Linked DNA regions of Drosophila melanogaster: region 2 is linked to region 1. The links are chromatin contacts, called in public Hi-C maps. All regions are on one chromosome and are shown on one strand. Each heading gives the region's core, a stretch centred on a gene start, on an enhancer-like site or on the middle of the called end of the contact. The rest is flanking DNA. Distances are from core to core; before and after follow the strand shown.

Region 1 (6,572 bases), core at 2,348-4,847:
ACCATATTTGACAGCATTTTAAAAAGGGCGATGATGGATCTATTCAGACCGGAAGTGTACAAAATTCAGTACTACCCCTTTTAACCCCTTGTTGGCTGCCGTCCAGAATCCTTTATTTAAAAATGCAACAAGCAACGCTGAAACTTTTTGTTTCTGATTCGCAGCACAAGTCGATAGAAGCAAACAAAAAGCGTTTGCAGGCGAAAAAAAATGGATGTGGAAAGGGGAAAAACTGGCAGCCAAAAATGCCAAACAAATTGATTGGAATCGAAAACGAAACGCAAACGAAAACGATTCGAGTGATTGACTGACTGGCTGGCTGACTGACTGACTGACTGCCTGATGGATCGACGGACGGATGAACGGGCGGACGGACGGACAAAATATGATGGCTTATGGAGGTGATGGCCGAGCTGAAATGTAACCGAAAAACGGAGACTTTGATTGCCCACGTTCGACGCTCAACTTCAATTTGGGGGCTCGAAAAACATTTTAGCCCGGAATTTAATTTGATTGCCCGGCTCATGAGCGTGCCAATGAATATGAGCGGACAAACGAATGGATGCCACTGGCCGTTCATTTTTTGACGAATGCAATTACGCAACGGGCTGCAATGCAAATTTGTGCAGAGCCTCCAATTGTTGTTGCCCTGCTCACTCATCGAAAATGCATTTGGCATTATTTGCTGGCCGTCGCCCGGAGGAGACTTCCGCCGCCATTCAATTCAAATATCGCCTCGCATAGAACTCAATCGAATCGAATCGAATCGAATCGAGTCCAATGGATGGCGAGGAGATTCGAGCTGAATCGCATCGAATTGAATGCACGGACGTCTCATCCGCACTGCCCTCACCTCTTCCGCTCCTCGGACACACTTCCGGTGCACTGAAAACAATCTCTCACCTGCAAGGCTGGAGGATAACTCAAGAATTCATGGAATTGCAGACCCCAGGACAACTCTTTTCTCGCCGTGCAGGCTTCGCAATGACAACGGAGGCGATGGCAAGCCCGCAGCTCACAATGCAACTCATGAAATCGACGAATCGACAACTCGACGTGTTTATTCACTGCATTTCCTGTTGATATTCAACAAATGTCAGCCGCACCTCCACGGCCCCACTGATTCTCAGAGTCTCTGGAGGAAGCAGGAAGCGCATTTGCACTGCTTTGGCAGGACATCCCGCCGAGGAAGGGGCGGGAAAAAACCCGGAGCTGTGCATTGATTTTTGCACTCATTGTTGCCACACCAAACTGCAGATTCTGCGAGCCACGACTTCTAAAGGTGTAGAAATAGTTAGAACAAGAAACGGCGAAACACCCAGCAGATCGAAAGAAACTTTTCCACTTAGCTGGTCGAAAAAAGAACAGCTTTCTATAGCTTTCTATTCGGTTAGGCCGAAAACTCATTTGTTTGCGTGTTTACCTTACAATTAAACCAATCCACTGCACCGAGTGCTATACAAATGTTATTTTAAATCAAATAAGGAAGTGTACAGCACGAGCTCCCCAAGTACCGAGCATAATTATTGACTCAGCCTGGAAGGAGCAGAGCCAACCACTTTCTCCACCCTTCACCATCCAAGGCCAGTTTCATTGCTTTCGAAGGAGAATTTAATTTTCATAAATATTTCGCATTCCTCGCAGTCGCAGATTTAAGCTGCTGTTGCAGTTGTCGTCATCGCATTGCCATCGCCATCGCCATCGCCATCGCCACCGCCTTGCTTTGTGTGTGGTTGGTTTCCCTCCGGTTCTCGACACTCGGTTCCTTTGGATTCGGAACACCCGGGTTTTTCGCACAAACATGTGCCGCCCCTCAGGCGCTGCCACGCCCACTGCAGCAGCGGCAAGTGCGTCAATACGGAAAAAAAAGGCTGGGGTGCACGTGGCTGGGCGGGGGTGAGTATGAGTGGGCGGGACATAAAAAATTTAAACTAAAAATGTTTTATGCATGGGCAAACCACAACAAAGCGCGTAAATGTCATTTCCTTTTGACTAAAAGGATACTTTGAAATTGAAATTGTGGTATTTTTTACACACCCACACAGCTGCACTCTCGCTGGGGGCAGGACCTGCAGGACCAGCAGGTTCCCTCCATCCAGGGACAGGAGTCCAGCTGTACAGCTGTCCTGCCGTCCGGCTGCCGGCAAAAACGTCAGCAATGCCTTTGTAATAGTTGGAGCTGCTCCCCCCAATTGAGTTGCTGTTTCTGTTTGGCCGGCTGCATTGTGCGGCCATCGAGCGATTTGAGTTGTCTGCTCATGTGAGCAGCCATCAATGGGCATGTTAGGGCAAGTGATTCGGTTTGGGCCGGGGCAAGTGCTTTTTCGGGCGAGGACACATCGAAACAAGTGGCGGGCTGGATAACAAACAGCAGCAGCAAAGGCTATCTATTCATACATAATCAAATTGTGTTCGACACTCTGCTGGCAGATAAGCTGAGCAATTTGTGGGAGTATCATTTCCATGTTGACAGGTAATGCCGAAGCTTATCAATGCCAATATAATAAGATTTTCTCCCTGTGTAAAGGCATTAGAACACTCCAAGTGGCGAGGGGACCAGCGACGACCAGTGTACAAACAGTATACTTTGCGGCTAATTACGCCTGAAAAATGGGGGCGGAATGATTCCACGCCTTCGGGCTAACACTGTTTTTCACACCACTGCACAGTGATGACTAAAAGTGGCTGGCTTTTCCAATTCAGGGATTCTGGGCAGGGATTTGGCGGCTTAGGAGCGAACTTCTACTGCACACTTGGTGGCAAGAGGTTGGATTTGCATATATTAAAATAAGTAAAATAACATACTCAACAAAATCGAGCTCTGCATTGGGATTCCCCAAAAGTTGTGCTAATTGATTGGAAAATCACACACACAGGTGTTAAAAAGTATGTAACGCTGTATTCTGAAGCAAAGCCCTTGGGAATACTGCGTGTAATAGTTATCAGAGTTCAAAGAGCATTCGTACGCTTAGTGCTAAGCCAGGACCTTTCACCAAGACTTCGTCCTCGAAGCCATCGTGCCATCGACCACTGTGTCTGTGAGCTTTGAAAGTGGAGGCGGTGGAAGTGGAGCATTGTGCCTGTGACAACGAGCGACTAAACATCACAATTGAGTGCAAATCGGGCGGCGAAAGGGGGTCTGAATGCATTTTCCGACTGGCTGCGCAGCACTTGCAGGAAAACAGGGGAAAACTTGTCGCTGGCAGGGCGAGGAGTGCCAATTATCGGCATTTTGCATTTGGAATTTGTGGCCAAGGCAGTCGGGCCATGAATTATTATGCCGAAAAAGTTTCGAGACAGAACTCTGGCAGGGGCACTCAGTTGGATTTGGTTCTCGCACTTGGCCTGCCCCACATCCTTCGGTCCATAAACCCTCGAAGGCTCCTTCTGAAATATTCATGCGTGTGGCGACAATTATGCCAAGTCCTGAGCAAAGAGGGCAAATGCCACGGGTAATGCAAATGCAACACAAGAGCTGCAAATTCAAAGGCAACACTGCATTGTTTCTACTTTCTACTACTTCTGCACTTGGAAAAATACTATACTCTAGTATATGCTATTTGTTTAAAACGGGCGTGTCAACAAACCCTTGGCTTAAACTTCTCGAGTATAAAACAAAAGATTTCATTAATACTGTTTTTATTCCTAGGTAACAGATGCTGTGACCCAACTGCCGGGAGAAAGTGCACCTGGGCCCATTAACATTTTAATGGGTTATTATTTGTCTCTGTGCATCTGCATCTGCTGGCGTTTTCGGGAGTTTCGTGGCTTTCGGGAGGGGTAATTTGCGGTTGGCCTTATAAATTGGAGCGACCACAACACGCACATAAAAGCAGGCATACAGACACAGAAATCAACCATTCGACGCAGGCGGCGCGCGAAGAAAGCTGGAAAATTTTGAAGTAACAGAAAAGTTGCCTCCAGAGTCTTAAGAGGGGCGTTTGGGGCCAGGGGCGTGGCAAGCCAGAAAATTTCTCAATTCAAGTCCTCAAATGAGAAAAAGCACAGTGGCGATAGCAAGGCAAATTTGACTGCAAATCTGAGAGCATACTAAAGTTCGATAATAAAAATGCGAGTTTGATGATAAAACCAAAGTTGGTATTATTTTTTAAAACTCTACTAAAAATTGGAAATCCCGTACTAAAATGATCCAAGTATTCTGATTCATGGCCCCAAAGTCACGATTCCATCTCGCATTTCCCTGCGAATGCCAGTTGCAGTCGGTCGAGCATTCATGGCACCGATGTGTTTACATGTTGTAGCAGCTGGCAACATGGAGTCCTTGCCGCATCCTTGCCTTCCTCCTCCTCCTCCTCCTCGGAATAGTCCGAACTCAGCATTGCCCAGAGTTAATTGTGGACAGACTGCGGGAATCGATGGAGAAACAGGGAAACATTCGAGCTTACATCACTAAATCCTGTCGTGCTGCGGAATAATCTTCAAGTCCCCGCTTTTAAACCTCCTTTCAGGCGCTTGCAAGTGGATGCAACTATTGCTCCGACTTCCACGATATTCTGTTTCCTTTGCTGTTGTTCCAGCATTATTATTTTTAGCGAACACGTTTTTAATTTCATTTGAAATTCATGAGCTGCATTTGCTCTCGCTTGCCGGGAAAGCCAAGAAAGAAAAGAGAAGTGAAGGACCTTAAAGCTGCAATTGAATTCGCGTCGCGACGTCAAACAGCTTTATTCCGGTCTGGCGCAGAATTCAATTTTTGGGTAGCTCTTTTAATATGCGACGTCTTAGACATTGTTTTCCATTTCCATCTCCTAAGCGGCTTTCCTCGACCTTCAGGTGCTCCAGGCTGTGTTTTCCGTCTTTGTTTTCTGCTATTGCCCAGCCGAATGGCAGTTTTAATTTAATATTCATAAGCAAGCAGTTAATGAAAAACACTTGAAGTCATCACGGGCCCGCAAAAAAAGCGGCAACACATGTGTGCCGGGCCCACAACTTCTGGCGATATTGCGTTGTAACCTATATAATAAAATGTCAAATATGCTTGACGCAATTTAACCGCAGCCCCGAAACCCCAGCCACCCACTTAGCCACTCGACAACGCTGGAGGACCCTCGGGTTATCAGGTAGAAGGAGATGGGTGGCGTTGGGTCGAGAACCAGAACCGGGACTGGAACGACTACAATATCGCTCAATGGGACTGCGACAACGTCGTCGATGTGGTCGACGTGGCAGGTAAAACGGCAATTCCTGTCTTCAGTTACCCATTTCAGCTGCCCTTCTTCAGTCTCTATATACTCTATGCCCCTGAAGGTATACCTATACATGCAACAAGTGGTAAAGTGTGCGCTTTAAGTTGTGCCACATGATTTTTAAATATATATTTTTCCCAGCGACGCTTCTCCCTTTGATAGCACAGCCTTGTAATCGTCGATTAGACTACCCAACTATTCCAACTATTCAAGGGAATCGAGTTACTATAACAGGTATCGCCATATCCTTCCTAGCTTGGCATCGCTTTCGCTGTTATTGTTATTAGCATAAACTGGTACGTGAGCATGGAGCAGGCTGAAGGCCAATCTTAAAGAGCCGCACCAAGCCAATCAGAGTAGAGGAGGGGTGGTGCGAGGGAAAACGGCTGGCAAGTCAAGCTATCGATTTTCCGGCAGCACATTTTTCACCTTCCAATCGAAGACAAAGGCGATGCACGCCATTTGTTGCGGCCGCAATGAGATATTGCACAGATATCTGGGCTAGAGGACATTGCATGCTGCAACTGAAGGTACCGAAAGAGGACGAAGGACGAAGGATGTGGGCAGACATGTGGAAGGGAGGAGCAGACCTTGTCCCTCCGGCCATTCAGTCAGCCAGCCAAGCAGGAAAACAGTCAATAAAAGTCCACTTACATTTCTACCGACATCTCAATTATTTTCCTTTCTCTCACACACGAAAATTTAAAGGGTATCGTAGGGGAGGAATCCGGAATCCTTCACCCGGTGGAGCACTTTAAAGGCCTCTGCGGGTCCGATTTTTGCACTTGTACGTCTTGTCTGGCTTTGACAACTACATTTTCACCTTCGACGATAATTCAAATTAAATTTCGAAACTGAAGTGGAGAGGGGCGGCGAATCATAAATATTGCACAGATTCCTTGGGGAGCTCATAATTTGAGGTGGCAAAGGATAAGGACTCAGGGGAAAATTACAACGAGCGTTTAGTAGAAAATTACATTAATTCATAATGCGACCCCAAAGCTGGGATAAAGTGCGCTTAAAACCTATTTAGCTATTGATTTCGAGTCATAACATACTTTAAACTCCATAATCACGCTGTGATTAGCATTCCTGATTGGTTTGATTATTTTATTGGAAATATTCGGGGAGCTGGCATGGCAATTGGACTGTGATCGAGTAGCGATAGGAATTCATAATAGAAATATAAATGAAAAAGTGCTTAGTGCATTTAAGCCAGACTGACGTGACTGGTTGACTCGAGTAAACGCTCGAAAAATCAAACATTGCGATAAAATGGATTAATGAATCGAGAAGCCCTCGAACCGTCGTGGGACAGGCAGCCGTGGGAGTGGGCCAAATGGATCCCCGAGGAGCTCCAATTAA
Region 2 (5,690 bases), core at 515-3,014, 110 kb after region 1:
GGTCCTAGTGACCTTCTAAGCTGTTTTTCTTCTTCTGTGGGGCGTCGATTCTGCAATGAATCTACGTGGAGACCCTTGGCTCTCAGCTACACATGTCGCAGAAGGCGCATCCGGAACGGAAGTGGAGCACTCAGCGGCAGCGGAAGAGCCACAACTTGAGCCATTTGTCAGCTGGTGGCACTTGGCTGGAGCCACGGTCTGGTATGCAAATGGGGATCGGGATCGGCTCATATAGAAATGCTGAAATAATAATAATAATTCGGTTGACATTAGCCAGCGAGCGCCTTCGCCAAGCAATTTAATTATGCAGATAGTCTTGCCGGGAATTACCTGGCCGGCAGCTGGCAAAGCAGCCGGAGCGGGAGCCATTGCTCATTAGTGTCAATCTATTTAGCATAAATTTCAATTAAAGCAATATCCTGCAGCCAGGACACGACGATGAAGCCGACTTAGGGCAAGGAATCGCAAGGAAAACACGGCGAGTTCCAGGGAAAGGAAAGGAGTGCGGGCTGGTAAAAAAACAAACGAGGCGAAGGATGCAAAATTATGGCGCCCGCTGTTGTCATCGCCGCTCCGTTTTTTTCTGGCCCCAGTTTTTCACCATGGCGTCTCATATTTCAGGCAAACTCATTAAAATGCAAAATGAGACCAAAGTAAAGTATATTGGAAACTCGCAGAGGAAAGGTTACAGCTCCCAGCTTAAATACCTCGGAGCACCGAGTGGCAATCATTGACGAAGGCAACCAACCGCCTATTCTACAAAATCCCACATCGCAAATCCCGGCTAAGAAAAGTACTCTCCGAAAGCCGAAAGTAGTAGGGAAAATGAAAATATAAATGAAATCGAATACTCTAAATACTCTAGCAGGCAATATTGAACATTCTATTAAAATACAAATATTTCAAATTAAGTATGTACAAATAGTTGGGCTATAAACAAAATTGTATTTCCTTAAAAGTATGTAGAATGATCTTTTGGATGATGGCAAACTTCTGGAGGCAATAGTAATACCCTCTGGAATGTGGCGGTAATCGTGGTGAGCCATTTAGCCCCAGACAGCGACTCAGACTGGAGTCTCCCGTTATGAGGATGTTGCAATATTTCCGCACAGCTTACGTGCCACAAGCCCGGCCAAGCAAACACACATGCGGACACGCACCGGAGGATTCCGGAGAGGAGCGCTTAGGAGCTGACAGTTTTGTAAATATGTGTGCGGAGGTTCGCCGTCCTTCCAGGAGAAATCCTCCTGGAGGGACAGGAGCAGGAGGAGCTCCAACTCCCCAACAAGCGGAAGGAAACAGTTAATACTTCTGTCTGTTATGCGCTTACTTCCTGTCTCCATTAAAAGTCATTCTTTTGGATAATCCTTTTGGCAACATTATGGCAAGTATTAAAACTTTTTTTGCACCAGCCAGGGAGCAACGTAATGCCCCGCCCATGTCCCTGACTACTTACTACCTAGCCAGCATAGCAAAAGTTTTGCAGATTCTTCTGCTGTTGTGGCCAGGATTTGGATTTGTTGTGCCGTACTGTGTGTTCTGTGTTCTGTGTTCTCTGTTCGGTGAGCTTTGCTGTGGACCAGAGTGCGCATTTGGTGTGGGTTTCGGTTTTGCCAGCTCCTTTGGCCAGCTGCAGGGCATTCCTTTCCACTCTGTGTTCATAGGTGGCCCTGTTTTTGCCTCCGCATGATAACCATAAATATTTCGTGTAATAGAAAATGTTGTGTAAGTGCTTTGCTCTGGCTGTTTTTTTTTTTTTTGCTTACTTCTTGGCTTTGGCTTGATTACGGCCAGCGAATTCCGGGCAAAGTTTAATCGAAAAGGAGAAGAAAGATCGGGAAATTCCACGCTAATGGCACAAACCGGGCTACGTATTCAATACTCGGAATAGTCGCCCTGCCCAGATGAGCATTTATCATCATCAGCAGCCTGACTCGAGGCATATTGAATATTTGGCTTTTTGCCCACTCCGCAAATGAATATTAACGGTTGGCCGGGACTCACCTACCTCCGCACTCTGGTTGGGAATTATTCAAATTTCGACAAAAGGTGGCCGGGCTAAAACACGAAACGTGTTCCGCATCCGCAAAATCCTTTGAGCAAACACACACAGGGCAAAGGCTAAAATGACACCAGCGGCTATATTGTTGTATGTAGTCCCCAGCCATTAAAAGTACGCTCGGCTGAATGCCGAATGCTCCCTTTATGCAAATCCCCCAAAAGGAGATGGCTGGAAGGCCTTCGCTGTCGTCTGGTTGCCATGAAAAATTGACACCTCATCGCCTTTCAATGGAGCACCTGGAACCGGGAGCTCCGCTCGTGGGTGAAAGACTGCGGCTGATTGAACCGTGTCCGGCTTTAATGGTCTCTGCTCCACGGGGAGCCAATCGCTGATCCTTCGTCAGCTAAACAAAACTAAATTAAATATTGGAAATATTTGCTTAGAATCTTATATAGTACAGCATGTCAGCTGACAGAGCTTTCCCAGTCAGCTGATCTCCGATCTCCACTTGTCGCATTCGATCTCCAATGGCCCGAAGAGCTTTCCCAGTTGCCATGGAATCGCCAGCCCGTGTGCTCGCATGAAAAAAGAACTGTCCGGAAATAGCTCAGCCCGCTGGCCACAGATGTTCGGTGGGAATTCCAGAGAAGCAGGCATGTGGCAGCGCATACTTTTGCTCGGCTGCATGTGGAGTGCATTTTTCATGTGCCGCAGCCGGGGGCAACAAATCAACATTGGTGAGTTGTGGTTAGGAGTGGGAAAAAGCAGCTACCTACTTTTTTGTGCAACCCGCAGGCGCCTTCTTCTACGACGATGAGCTGGAGCTGGAGAAAGAGTTCATGACGGTGGTCAATGCCATCAATGGACCTGAATCGGAACAGACGATGCGTTTCTATCCGCTCATAAAGCGCCTGAAGCCCGAGGATGGGAGTGTCACAATGCAGGAACATGGTGAGTCCACCCATCCACGCACTCTATTCCAAATAACTCGAACATATTTTCGCTTTCAGCCTGCGATCTCATAGATAATGGTGTCGCGGCTATTTTCGGACCAAGTTCAAAGGCGGCGAGCGGTAAGAGAGTGCGGGAAAATCTTGTGTAGAACGCGAAAGCAAAATAGAACGCGAGGAAAATTGGGCACAAGAAAATCGACGAAAACTTTGACGGCATCTCCCAGATTTGTTTGCCAACAGAGCGTATTCGTCATGGGTATCATATCATCTGTTTAATGAGCAGACCTCTACTCTCTTTTTGCAGACATTGTGGCCTTGGTGTGCAATAGTACCGGCATTCCGCACATAGAGTTCGACATATCGGACGAGGGCATTCAGGCCGAGAAGCCCAACCACCAAATGACCCTTAACCTCTACCCGGCCCAGGCCATATTGTCCAAGGCCTACGCGGATATTGTACAAAACTTTGGGTGGCGCAAGTTCACCATTGTCTACGATGCGGACGATGGTGAGTAGGAGCATTCAAGAGAATTTGTTTATATCCAGGACGAACTTCCCACAGCCAGGGCAGCAGCTCGACTGCAGGATCTTCTGCAGCTGCGAGAGGTTCACAATGATGTGGTGCGGGTGCGAAAGTTCCACAAGGATGACGACTTCCGGGTCATGTGGAAGAGCATACGGGGCGAGCGGCGAGTGGTTTTGGACTGTGAGCCCAACATGCTGGTGGAGCTTCTGAATTCCTCCACTGAGTTCGGTCTGACTGGACAGTACAATGTGAGTAATCCATGGGATCCACTAAGAGAAACAGCTTTTATAAACTTTAAAACAGCATATATTCCTGACGAACCTGGAAACCTACACCGATCATCTGGAGGAACTAGCGGCGGATAACGAAACATTTGCCGTGAACATAACTGCTGCTCGTCTTTTGGTCAATCCCGATCCTCCGCCGGTAAATGAAGCAGACAAAGCCCTATTCCCTTGGGCACACTAACTCATTTTGGTTTCGCAGTACTCCCTACCTTACGGATATGTCACCCAAAGGGACAACATCGTTTACGAAAGCAGCGATCCGCCTCGCACCCTCATCCACGACTTGATACATGATGCACTGCAGCTTTTTGCGCAGTCCTGGCGCAATGCCAGCTTCTTCTACCCGGACAGGATGGTGGTGCCGCGAATAACCTGCGACTTTGCCGCATCCGGAGGTCGCACCTGGGCCATGGGGCGTTATCTGGCACGCCTCATGAAAGGGGTAAGAACTACTTTCCGCATAAACCGAGGAATCGAAACGTTAATCTGCGAGGTGTGTGTTGCAGACTTCCGGCGTGAACAACACGAACTTTCGGACAAGTATCCTGCAGTTCGACGAGGATGGACAGCGGATAACGTTCAACATCGAGGTCTACGACCCCTTGGACGGCATTGGCATAGCCATCTGGGACCCTCGGGGTCAGATAACGCAGCTCAATGTGGACGTCAAGGCGCAGAAGAAGATGATTTACCGGGTGGCCACCAGAATTGGCCCACCATACTTCTCGTACAACGAGACTGCGAGGGAGCTGAATCTGACGGGCAACGCCCTCTATCAAGGATATGCCGTGGACCTTATCGACGCCATTGCCAGACACGTGGGATTCGAGTACGTCTTCGTTCCCGTGGCTGATCAGCAGTACGGAAAACTGGACAAGGAAACCAAGCAGTGGAACGGCATCATTGGCGAGATAATCAATAATGTAAGTGGTAAGGACGAGTGCTCAGGATGTAATATCAACTGCTTTCTTAGGATGCACACATGGGAATCTGCGACCTGACCATCACCCAAGCGCGAAAGACCGCTGTGGATTTTACAGTGCCCTTTATGCAGCTGGGTGTCAGTATCCTGGCATACAAAAGTCCGCATGTGGAAAAGACACTCGATGCATACCTGGCACCTTTTGGGGGAGAAGTCTGGATCTGGATTCTCATATCCGTGTTCGTAATGACCTTCCTCAAGACCATAGTAGCGAGGATCTCCAAAATGGACTGGGAGAACCCACATCCGTGCAATCGGGATCCCGAGGTACTCGAGAATCAGTGGCGCATCCACAATACTGGCTGGTTGACTGTGGCCTCCATCATGACAGCAGGATGCGACATTCTACCGAGAAGTCCACAGGTGAGACTCCAAAATGAGCCCATTACGAAACACTACAACTAGCCTGTCTTCAGGTGCGAATGTTTGAGGCCACGTGGTGGATTTTTGCCATCATCATAGCCAACTCCTATACGGCCAACTTAGCTGCGTTTTTGACCAGCTCCAAAATGGAGGGCAGCATAGCCAACCTGAAGGATCTGAGTGCCCAGAAGAAAGTGAAGTTCGGTACCATCTACGGCGGGAGTACGTACAATCTCCTGGCTGACTCCAACGAGACCGTCTATCGCCTGGCCTTCAATCTCATGAACAACGACGACCCATCCGCCTACACAAAGGACAATCTGGAAGGTGTTGACCGCGTGCGGAAGAATCGAGGGGACTACATGTTCCTCATGGAGACCACCACCTTGGAGTACCATCGCGAGCAGAACTGCGACCTGCGCTCCGTTGGAGAAAAGTTCGGGGAGAAGCACTACGCCATTGCGGTTCCCTTTGGGGCTGAGTACAGATCCAACCTGAGTGTGGCCATCCTGAAGCTGAGTGAGCGGGGTGAGCTGTACGATCTCAAGCAAAAGTGGTGGAAGAACCCGAATGCCAG

The links. A called contact is a pair of places that touch in the nucleus more often than the background predicts.
Region 2: a Hi-C map of the Kc167 cell line shows a contact between it and region 1, with 2.9 times the contacts expected there. The contact joins the promoter of lncRNA:CR44061 here to the promoter of lncRNA:CR45259 in region 1. A contact is called at or near these places in 14 of 107 Hi-C or Micro-C datasets (the Kc167 cell line, the S2 cell line, cellular blastoderm embryo and 7 more).

What each region holds. Positions count from the first base shown.
Region 1 is chr2L:796,259-802,830 of dm6, forward strand. It overlaps lncRNA:CR45259 (long non-coding RNA:CR45259), which reads left to right and starts at 3,598. Exons shown (of 1, transcript NR_124009.1): 1 at 3,598-4,065.
Region 2 is chr2L:911,541-917,230 of dm6, forward strand. lncRNA:CR44061 (long non-coding RNA:CR44061) reads right to left here and starts at 1,765. Exons shown (of 1, transcript NR_073685.2): 1 at 1,441-1,765. GluRIIC (Glutamate receptor IIC) reads left to right here and starts at 2,546. Exons shown (of 11, transcript NM_134713.4): 1 at 2,546-2,739; 2 at 2,798-2,953; 3 at 3,013-3,075; 4 at 3,260-3,463; 5 at 3,518-3,729; 6 at 3,785-3,907; 7 at 3,968-4,210; 8 at 4,275-4,691; 9 at 4,742-5,113; 10 at 5,167-5,690. The coding sequence starts at 2,658.